Linked DNA regions of Mus musculus: region 1 is linked to region 2. Evidence: chromatin contacts called from public promoter capture Hi-C data. All regions are on one chromosome and are shown on one strand. The core of a region is the stretch at or near the end of the contact, and the rest is flanking DNA. Distances in the headings are between cores, read along the strand shown.

The links. Capture Hi-C pulls out chosen DNA fragments and counts their contacts.
Region 1: a contact with region 2 is called in a promoter capture Hi-C map of adipose tissue. The contact joins two enhancer-like sites. A contact is called at or near these places in 9 of 39 promoter capture datasets (the HPC-7 cell line, embryonic stem cells, epiblast stem cells and 4 more), 6 of 484 Hi-C or Micro-C datasets (bone marrow-derived macrophages, cardiomyocytes, cerebellar granule neurons and 3 more) and 4 of 9 other capture datasets (adipose tissue, embryonic stem cells, liver and 1 more).

What each region holds. Positions count from the first base shown.
Region 1 is chr4:149,178,519-149,183,749 of GRCm38.p6, forward strand. It overlaps Kif1b (kinesin family member 1B), which reads right to left. Exons shown (of 49, transcript NM_001290995.1): 46 at 3,750-3,899; 47 at 3,291-3,483; 48 at 2,966-3,084; 49 at 1-2,292. The coding sequence ends at 2,250. Among named protein-coding and RNA genes, the nearest start is that of Pgd, 14 kb to the left of the region's middle. Within about 2 kb of position 3,898, at least 25 of the 459 cell types and tissues checked have an H3K27ac peak or open chromatin away from gene starts, as enhancers often do. A contact at or near this core is called in adipose tissue, where this site is marked.
Region 2 is chr4:149,348,365-149,353,972 of GRCm38.p6, forward strand. Ube4b (ubiquitination factor E4B) reads right to left here. Exons shown (of 27, transcript NM_022022.3): 17 at 4,564-4,663; 18 at 3,094-3,221; 19 at 2,294-2,392. Among named protein-coding and RNA genes, the nearest start is that of Ube4bos3, 17 kb to the left of the region's middle. Within about 2 kb of position 1,722, at least 16 of the 459 cell types and tissues checked have an H3K27ac peak or open chromatin away from gene starts, as enhancers often do. A contact at or near this core is called in adipose tissue, where this site is marked.

The DNA.
Region 1 (5,231 bases), core at 2,648-5,147, 170 kb before region 2:
ATGGATCCTTCTGCCTACCTTCCTAACAGCAGCAACATCAGTGATTCAGTTTAAAAGCGACCTTTGATCTTCGTTTCCCTGAAATTAGATTTAGTTCCGGTCCAGGAAACTGTCTACAGGCATAGACAGAGTCTGCTGAATTTGAGTATACACCAGAAGGACATGCTGTGTCCATTAGACAACAGAGACTTCTAACTACATTAAAAATCTCATAGATATGTTTAGAAAACAAGTAACATTACAGTTAGTAACCTATACTTTAAGGAGAGAAAGAAAGTTTTAAAAATCCACCAGAGCTGAGCATCTTTTAGATAAGAACAGTCTGATTTCTGCCTTTTCCTTTCTTTTCTTTTGCTTTCTTTCCTTTCCTTTCCTTTTCTCCATGGTCCACTTTTCCTTTCTTTGCAAGGCAACTGTAACAAAGGAAGCTGGGAGTCCTGTTCTTCAGAGAGAAGCAAGGGGCTGCATGCTCGCCTCCCTAGTGGCTGCTCTGCAGTGGAGATGGGCTCTCCACCAGAAGGAAATCCATTCCTTCTCTACCCTCAGGTAGCCAGGAGCCTTCGCAGACTGGAGGTGAGCAGATGCCTTCCTGTGTGCGTGAGTGATGCTGAAACAGGCTGGCAAGGCCAGGAAACAGCAGTGTGAATGCTCCCCAAGTCACTGGCACAGCAACTCAAGTAGCCCCAGCGGGCATTCTGTGCCCCACTCAGTCCCCGACACTTACTGGCCGGTGGAGGAAGAGCGTTATTTTCTATAACCTCTTAAACCCGGAGGCCTGGTTTGTTAGAAGCCACAGAAACTGGTAGCAGGGAAATTCTTCCTAAGGGAGTATTTCCAAACCAGATGAGGACAGTGGGGGAAGGGGGCATGTCACAGAGGAGGCATTTCACAATCCAGTAGCAAACTGCTGGGAGACAATCTTTTTCGACTCTAAATGCCTTCTGATTTGTTTGGAGTGGTGGTAAGGACTGGTCAGTTCTGGCATCCAGAAAACAATGCCATGTTTGTTCATATGGAGACGAGAACTACTGGAAATGGCCACTGGATTTAGATGGAGACCTCAAGATTTATGCTGAAGCTACAAGTCTTTGATCAAAGGGAGCGACAACAATCACAAGCTGCACTCAGCACTCTCAAAGCAACAATGGTCCATATCACCAGAAAGTCAAACACTCCCCAGTCCCTCTTGTGGGAAATCTGTTCATGACATCACCTAATTCCAAACAGTGACACTGAGACTAGAGTTGGGAAACTCCTAGACAAACGCTCCTTCCCAGGGAGGAGACAAGCCTGCTGGACCCTGCTGTAAGGAGCTACAGTCACCCTTGTGACCCACTGCCCAATCTACTGCAGCAGCCCGAGTCTTAAAGGGCTAGCAGCAGCCTCTGTTGCAGGCCAATCACAAGGCCCCTCTGCATCTTCCACTCTATACATCCATGCTCCGAGCCCTGATTTAGACAGAGAATTTAAATCCCATTTCTGAGCTTCCCACAGTGCTTTCCCTGAATGGAAACACATGGATTAGCCACCAAAGAGAAAGAGAAAGAGAGACAGAGACAGACAGACACACACACACACACATACAGAGAAAGAGAGAGAGTCAGAGACAGACACAGAGAGAGACAGACAGACACCAGACACACACACAAATAGACAGAGACAGACACTGAGAGAAAAAGAGACAGAGAGAGAGAGAGAGAGAGAAGAGAGAGAGAGAGGAAGAGAGAGAGAGAGAGAGAAACAAGTTAACAAGTTTTCTTCTCCTGGCTGACAATACCAAATGTCTCCTCCCTTAGTCTCTAAACCACCCAGAAAAAAGAAGATTATCATAAACAAAGGGGAAAGAAAAAGAGAGACAGAGAAGTTACCCTGAAAACCAGAGCTACGGAGACAACAGTCGGACAGTGACCGTGAAGGGGACCTAACATCCAAAGGAAGCTGAAGCACACAGGAGAATCATTTGGAGATGTGCTGGGTCCCCTCGGGTGTGGGTGAGTGTGAGTGTGAGTGTGTATGGACGTGTAGTGGTTTTGTTCCCCTTGTTAGGCCACATGCTACAAGTCTTAGCACAAGAATAAGAAGAGTCAGAGCCATGGAGAGGGAACAGAGAGCTAGAGAAGTGCAGGGTGAGGAGGGAAAAGTCGTTAAGCCACAGGATTACATACAAGAATAACTGTCAAGAATCACAAAGAGAATGAGAGGTAACACTTTCTTTATCTGTCGAAGGTGAGCAAGGCTCAGGAGAACGCTCAGTACTTTGGCTGGCTCGGGCATCTGCGAGAGAGTTTTGACCTATGAGAAAAACAGGAGGCAGCGTTAGAAGAGTGGATGCTGGTCTCTCCCAGCCGATTCTGCAGGCCAGGCTTCTACGCTCCTAAACAAATGGCTGGACCAGCAGTTCTCAACTCGAGACCCCTTTGGGGGTTGAATACCCTTTTCACAGGGGTCGCAGAGCAGATAGCCTGCAGAGCACATATGGACATTATGACTCCTAACAGTAGCCCAGGGACAGCTATGAGGTCTTTCCTACGCTGGGGACTCTGTGAGATGCGCTCCTCTCACACAGCCTGAACTATGGGAGTCCATTAAAGCACTGTTTCTCCTTTACTCGGTGCTCTGGGCCTTCTGCAGACCTCCTGAAAACTGAAACCTAAAGGAGATGAAGGATAGGACCGGTGGTGTCCTTACGGCTGAGGACGCACGACACTGCACTGGAAGCAGGGCACTCGTCTCACCCTGTAACTCATCATCGTACCCTTGCCTTCCTTTCCATTTTCATCCCAGTTAGAACGACACATCTTTCCTACTCATGTAAATGTGAGAAAGAGCTTTCACGAGCCAGGCATGGTAGTGCACACCTGTAAACCCAGTCCTTGGGATGAGGTGGAGAACTTAGAATCTGGCTTGGGCTATACAGTGAGACTGTCTCAGCATGAGGAAATGAAGCAAAAGAACAGTATCTGACCTTATTGTGCCAGCCAGAAGTGGGTTAAAGGCATATAACCAGTCATTCATGTCTTTGTCATTGAGAGCTTGCAGAAGGACCCCACGGTGCTTTGTGCATACAGCAAAAGTATTAGGTGTCTGGGAAGAGACATTAGGTAGAAGAAAGTTATTGGAGAGAATGAACAGTTAGGAACATCTTGCCAAATTCACAGGGTGCACAGCACTTCACACCGAAAGTTCATGCAACCCAGATATAAACTAGGATCCATGCCACAGACTAGAACGCCAGACTCAAAAGGGAAGAACACAGGGAGCATCAGACAGCCAAGTCAGGAGAGACTGACCTTCACCATGGCCTGCTGGTCCTCGCTGTACTCCACCTGTGCTGTAGACAGGTTAATGATGCCACGCTCTACTGGGTCTTTGTCACTGTTATAGATGAAGACGTAAGGGCGACGAACCACAACGAAATGTTTAGCCCAGTTACTGGAAAGTGGCTCTTTGAAATGCAGGTATCCTTTCTTAGATACCACTGATCTGAAAGGACATTGTAAAAGAAGTCAGTTTCTCCTAAAGTAAACAGTAGTAAGCTGAGATCGACCCATCGATACATGCTTCCACTAGGCGAGCCCTCAGATGCACCAGGACAGGAAAATGATCCAGTTGGCCTAGATCATCACTGGTCACATCAGCACAATGTGCTAGGCCCAGATGCCCACCGCACACGGCAGCACAGCCCTGTGCTCTAGGCTGGAACAGCCTTGCACAGCAGAGCTAGAAAGGGTGCATGCCACAGGACTCACCCCGCTCTGACTTCTTCAATGTCTGGAACAAGATTGAGAAATTCATTCTTCCCTGCTCGGGCCAAATAGGGTGTCTCCACAGTTGGGACGATCTGAAACTGTTCAAATTCTTGGCAGGGACTGGAGGCACGAGAGTTGGCTTCTGGGGTCCTTACAGAGGAAGCAAAGAGTAAGAAGCACGTCAGTTAGGTCAGAGCCACTGTGGACATGACCTCACCAGACACAGTGCGCCTGCCCAAGTGCCAGAGGCAAACATCAGTTTCAGAGGTCAGCTAAGAGAAGCTGGTGTCAGAAAGGTAACCCTCATTCCAGCATCTTCTCCGTGGAACAGGACACTGGGGCCACTGAGTCCTGAGAACACAAGCATCTGATAGGAACTGTGTTCCCTCAGGAGTGTCCTATCAGTCTCATGGCCAGAACTGACACAGTGGGTCTCAAAGTGTGGCCCCTGACTGACAGCAGCAGCTCTCTCTGGGACTGGTAGACTGCCCAGTCAGAGACACAGGAAGATGCTTGGCCACTGTGCTATAGCAAGTTTCTAAGGGGTTTTAAAAAGTTCACATCTTGGGCTGGAGAGATGGCTCAGAGGTTAAGAGCACTGTCTGCTCTTCCAGACTCTCATTAGTTCAATTCCCAGCAACCACATGGTGGCTCACAACCATCTGTAACGAGGACGAGTGCCCTCTCCTGGCTTGCAGGCATAAATGCAGGCAGAATACCGTGTACTTAATAAATAAATAAATCCTTTAGAAAAAAAAAGTTCACATCTTGTGGATAGCAGATAAAGCAAACAAATGAAGAAGAACCTGGACCTAGCTGAGAAGGCTCCTAAGAGCAGAGGAGTAGAGTAGTGAACGCCATCATTCTTTAGGCCTCTGTTCTGGTTGTTAGGGGTCTCCTAGAATAGCTTAGCCTGATGATTCTGTATATTTCTGATTCTAAAGGTCCATTTTGAGGCTGGAGAGATGGCTCAGCAGTTAAGAGCACTTATAGTTCTTCCAGATGTCCTGAGTTCAATTCCCAGCAACCACAACCATCTATAATGGAATCTGATGCCCTCTTTGGTGTGTCTGAAGACAGCTACAGTGTACTCATAAAATAAAAAAATCTTAAAAAAAAAAAGGTTCATTTTGCAAGCTTTACTATTTTTGTGTGTGTGTGCGTACATGTGTGCATGGGTATGTTTGTGTGTGTGTTTGAGTGTGTGTGTGTGTGTGAGTGTGTGTGTATGCATGAGCTCATGCATGTGGAAGCCTTCCTCTCTCACTAGATGCCTTCCTCTATCATTCTCCACTTAATTGTGCTAAGTTTTTACCTTTTATGTAGTATCTATTTATTCTGTGAGTTTTATACCCTATACAATGTACTTTGGTCATCTCCACCACCACACAGCCCTTCCAGCTTCATGTCAGTAATCCAGTGAGTTCAGTTAGTGCTGTCTACACTCACACAGGCGTGGGCCAGATACTAGAGCACGGACCA
Region 2 (5,608 bases), core at 472-2,971:
GGGTACATACACAGCAGAGAGGGGGGTACTGGGGTACATACACAGCAGAGGGGGTACTGGGGTACATACACAGCAGAGGGGGGTACTGGGGTACACAGCAGAGGGGGGGTACTGGAGTACATACACAGCAGAGGGGGGTACTGGAGTACATACACAGCAGAGGGGGATACTGGGGCACACAGCAGAGGGGGAGTACTGGAGTGCCTCTACATGGTTCAACAATGTGCACACTGGAGCCACAAAGATTCAAAGCAAACCTGAGTGTTGGCTGCAATGTGTTTTAGAAAGTAAGCAAAAGCCATAACTGAAACTTCACAAAAAGATCTTCACTGTCCAAAAGTGGGGGTTTTATTTATTTTAAAAGACAGGATCTTTTAAATAGCTTCAACTGTCCTCAAATTCACTATATGCTGGCTTTGAACGTGTTATCATTTGCCTCTACTTCCCAAATACTTATATTATGGGAATGCATGACCATGCCCAGCTTCAGAATGGACAACCTGAATTCCATCTCTAGGACCCAATTGTTAGCAGGACCTCTGTAGCATTCAAGGACCCCATGCGCACACGAATAAATACATGTAATTAAAATATTTTTAGCCAGGCAGTGGTGGCACACACCTTCAATCCCACAACTCAGGAGGTAGAGGCAGGTGAATCTCTGGAGTTTGAGGCCAGCCTGATCTACAGAGTGACGAGTTCCAAGACAGCCAGAGCTACACAGAGAAACCCAGTCTCAAATATCACCCAATCTTTGTAAATGAGTGCTCTCTCTGTATGTTTGCCTGCATGCCAGAAGAGGGCATCAGATCCTAGGATATGTGGTTGTGAGCCACCTCGTGATTGCTGGAATTGATCTCCATCTCTCTAGCCACCTGCCCCAATTTAAAAAAAAAAAAAAAAAAAAAAAGTTCAAATTTTAAGAAATTAAAATGTAAGCCGGGCGGTAGTGGTGCACGCCTTTAATCCCAGCACTTGGGAGGCAGAGGCAGGTGGATTTCTGAGTTCGAGGCCAGCCTGGTCTACAAAGTGAGTTCCAGGACAGCCAGGGCTGTACAGAGAAACCCTGTCTCAAAAAAACAAAAACTAACCCCTCCACGTTACCACCACTGACTGGGCCTGCACAGAGAGAGCTTGTCTGTCCTTTTGCTGATCGAGGGAGCGGCTCGATATGTAGACCAGGCTAGCCTGGAACTCACAATGCTCCTGTGTGAGCTTCCAGGTGCTGGGCTTACAGGTGTCAGTCACCACCATGCTCGGCTGGGGGCAGCTTTTAGGACATAACACAAATTTGCTTTGTATAACTTTGGATGTTGTTTCTGGTCTATCCTGCTTTTGCGTTTGAAACCAGATTTCACACACATTCTTCTGCCAACCAGTTCCCATATAGTTATGGTGATGAGAAATTACCTCTCACAGTTTCAAAATGAAAAGTGAAGGGCTTTGCTTTGATTTTTGTTTTCAGTAGTACTGGGGATTGAGTCCAGGGCCCTTTACCTGCTGGGCAGCTGACCTGAGGGGTCTCCCTGAGAGGCCAGAGAAGGCTCTAGCCCCTGAAGTGAGGATTTTAGGAAACAAAAATCCAAACAAACTGCCTATCTCCCCCCACGTACCAGACACGCAGCTTCTCCAGTTTTACAAATGGAGACAGTTTTGGTTCAAACACAGCTGTGGGTACTTTTGGTTTTGGACATTTCCTGGGGCATTTCTCCAGAGCCTGTTCAATTATCAAACACTGCTCAGGTTTCACAGAGAACTTGCCACTGCCTCTGTCTTGGAGATCAAATTGGAATCAGCTGCTGCTGAAGGGGGTTTCTTTCTCTAAGTTCTGAGCAGCATTCAGGTAAACAGAGTCACACAACCTCCGACTGAAGCGCAGCTATGTGAACCATGACACAGCTCAGGGCACCAGGCACAGTGTATAAGCAGCAGAACACGCAGCTCAGGGCACCAGGCACAGTGTATAAGCAGCAGAACACACAGCTCAGGGCACCAGGCACAGTGTATAAGCAGAAGAACACACAGCTCAGGGCACCAGGCACAGTGTATAAGCAGAAGAACACACAGCTCAGGGCACCAGGCACAGTGTATAAGCAGCAGAACACACAGCTCAGGGCACCAGGCACAGTGTATAAGCAGAACACCACGCAGCTCAGGGCACCAGGCACAGTGTATAAGCAGCAGAACACACAGCTCAGGGCACCACGCACAATGTATAAGCAGAAGAAGACACAGCTCAGAGGACCAGGCACAGTGTATAAGCAGAAGAACATACAGTACGGGAAGTACTTACTGTACAATAAAAAATAAAAATTCAGCAACATCTTCGACATAAAACTCAGGCAATGCTGCAAATACCTTGGGGACTTCTGAATTCAAAGGCAGTGTTACGCTGTAGAGGAGAAAAACCCCACAATTTACAAATGCTATCATGGAACACTGATTACCTGGGGTGTTGTACTTCCAAATGCCCCATGTGGAAAGAGCAGCCCTCACTGTGTAACACATGTGTAAAAGTGCACAGGCAAACGACTGACCCGCAGTGTGCAGAAAGGATGAGGAAGGCCTGGGCGTGTTTTGTAAGTGTTTGCCTCATCTTCTTTTCTTGCCAGACTTAAGGAAGTAGTTAAAATGGGAAAGAAACCCAAAGGTCGAATTTGGTCATTTCAAGCAACTCATACTGGGTGGATAAAGCCAGCATATACTTTATATAAGCTTTTCCAGTCTTTTAGGAACACAGGCCAAACTAACCAATACCTGTGACCTAGGGGGTTCACAGAACGTAAGAGACCTGACTTAAACAACAACAGTGACTGTCGGTGTCCTCGGCTCTCCGAGACTTGGTGCTCAGGAGGCTCAGGAGCCTGTCACCTCTAGCACTTTGCTTCCAATTTATAAACTTCCTTTTCTAGCCATCCAATGTTATAGCAAAATTTTAAAACTGACAGCCACTAAAAAACACATGGGGAAATATTAATCTAGCTTCATATGTATTTATGCATAACTATAAAAATTCTCAAGGTTTAGTTATGACTCAAGAACAATAGCCCGGTAGCCACCGTGAAGACGAGGCACGGCAAAGAGCACACTTACTCAGGATATGCAGGGTCCAGGATGCGCAGCATCAGCTGAATGAGAAGGCCATAAAAATTCAGGCATCTTCTTAGGAAGCTCTCGTCAAGTAAGCCAGCGTCAGCACAGGCCTTGCACCGTACCAGTTTCTGTGGAAGAGGATGGGCCCCGGCCCGAAGATTAGTCCAGTGCCATGGCCCCTGAGCATGAGTAGGCAGTGAGGGGCCAGGAGATGAGAAGTCTAGGTTCGGTAGCTCTGCCTAGCCTCGGGACACTGGTGGTTGTGTCAGGGTCTTTCTGTTTTCAGAATAAAGACAACAGGAAGATAGGCCATGCAAGCCACTGAGCAGAGAGGCCATCAGTCAGTGCTGAAGGTCAGTCACTGACATCATCGCTCAGGAACTTGGACAATTAGTGGGAAAAAGCCAGACAAGTTGTATCTGAATTTCAGCATCAACAGTTCTGTGCTACTCTCAAGCAAAATATCTGTCTGCAACATCTCAGAGGGCCGCCTGCCAGAGGAGACACACAGAGCCACATCTCAGAGGGCCTCCTGCCAGAGGAGAGGCACAGAGGCCACATCTCAGAGGGCCGCCTGCCAGAGGAGAGGCACAGAGGCCACATCTCAGAGGGCCACCTGCCAGAGGAGACACACAGAGCCACATCGTGCAAGTGGATGTTGAGCTTCTTACAGACCCCTTAGTCACAACAATGGAATATAAGGGAGGCTACAGATCTGAAAGAAGAGCTCCGGTCATTCTGCATCCTGACGTTCGGGTAAGACAGGGTCTCATTCTGTAGCTCAGGGTGGCCTTAAAAACCACAGCCACACTCCCTTCTTGGCCTGGGTTAGTGTTGGGGTTACAGGTATGAGCCACTACACCTAGCTCCATTTTATATCTCAAAAGCACTCTGCAGTATTAGCAAACAAAAACGTGAAAATTTCGCTTGTCATGGAAATCAGAGAGACACTTTTCGCTATAATCCCAGTAAAGAGCCCGTGAACAGCTAACACAGCTTTGCCTTCTGAACACAGCACAGAAGATGCACATGTGTGTCTCTGCTTTTACCGCAGGGCTATTCAGGTGTAGGTTCTATGGGACAGATCGTCTTCATTAGACATAGTGATTAAGAGCACAGGTGACGGGGATCTTTCTACCGCCACAGTGCGCTGTGGCAACTGCCGTGGCAGCCTGTATCTGGATGCGTGTCCTGAACATGAGTGTGGCAGGGATGGAGGGGGGAGGTTACACTGCGGTCGAGAACACTTACTAACGACTCAACCGGATATACACATGTGTGTTCTCTGCTGAGATTTAAATAATGAGATACGGAAATATGCAAGGTAGCAACAAGTCCTGTGGTACCTTGAGAGAAAAGAACAACAAAGAAATAACAGGGACATACGAGTGCTTGCTCAGGGTGCATACTCTGGCAAGGGGATTGCTATTAAGAAGCTGGGCCATAATTATGTCAATCAACTGTACAAACCTTAAGCTGAGTTTTACAGCGCTTCAGCATTTCACGGTGTCTGGTGGCCAGTGGGGAATCTTTCCACTGGCTTTCATTATTTTTCAAATCTTCCACGGTTCTAAAATTAACAAAACAAACATCTTAACAATCAAATGAAATGAAAACCACCTAGGTCCATCTCAGACTCTCGAACCTAACTGTCTCACAGGTAAGTACTTTGCATGTTTGTATGCATGTATGTTTGTTTGTTTGTTTGTTTGGCAAGGCAGAGTTTCTCTTTATAGTCATGGCCGTCTTGAAACTCACTTTGTAGACCAGGCTGTCCTTGAACTCAAGAGATCCGCCTGCCTGTCTCCCAAGTGCCAGTATTAATATCAAGCGCCACCAGCGCCCGGACTCACACTTAGGTAGTTTAAAAACTAAAGAATATAGGCCAGGCATTGAGGTGCATGACTCCAATCCAAACAGGTGGATCTCTGGTTTTTGTTAAAGTATATTATAATTGTCTATTTTTTTTATTAGTTGTTAATCCCTCAGTGTACTTAATTTATTAAATCTTATAAGTATGTATTCATAAGAAGACACAGTGCAAATAATAAGGTTTTATAGCATTCATGGTGGCGCTTGATATTAATACTGGCACTTGGGAGACGGGGCAGGCGGATCTCTGAGTTCAAGGACAGCCTGGTCTACAAAGTGAGTTTCAAGACGGCCATGACTATAAAGAGAAGTGGTCTCACACTTCTGTTTAACGCTATAATAGAAGCCATAGAAGAATGGGGCCGGAAAGATGGCTCAGCTGTTAGGAGCACCACTCTCTTGGAGAGGATCAGGGTTCCCTTCTGAGCACAAACATGGCTCACAAGTGTCTCTAACTCCATTGGCCTCTTTTGGCTTCTAAGGGTACCAAGCACATGGTGCACAAATATACATGCAGGCAAAACACTTGTACACATAAGCAAAATAAACAAAAACAAACCAACAACAACAACGAAACACTCCCAAAACCAACCCAAAATCCTGGGGCTGGAAAGCTGGCTCAAGGGTTAAGAACACTGTTGCT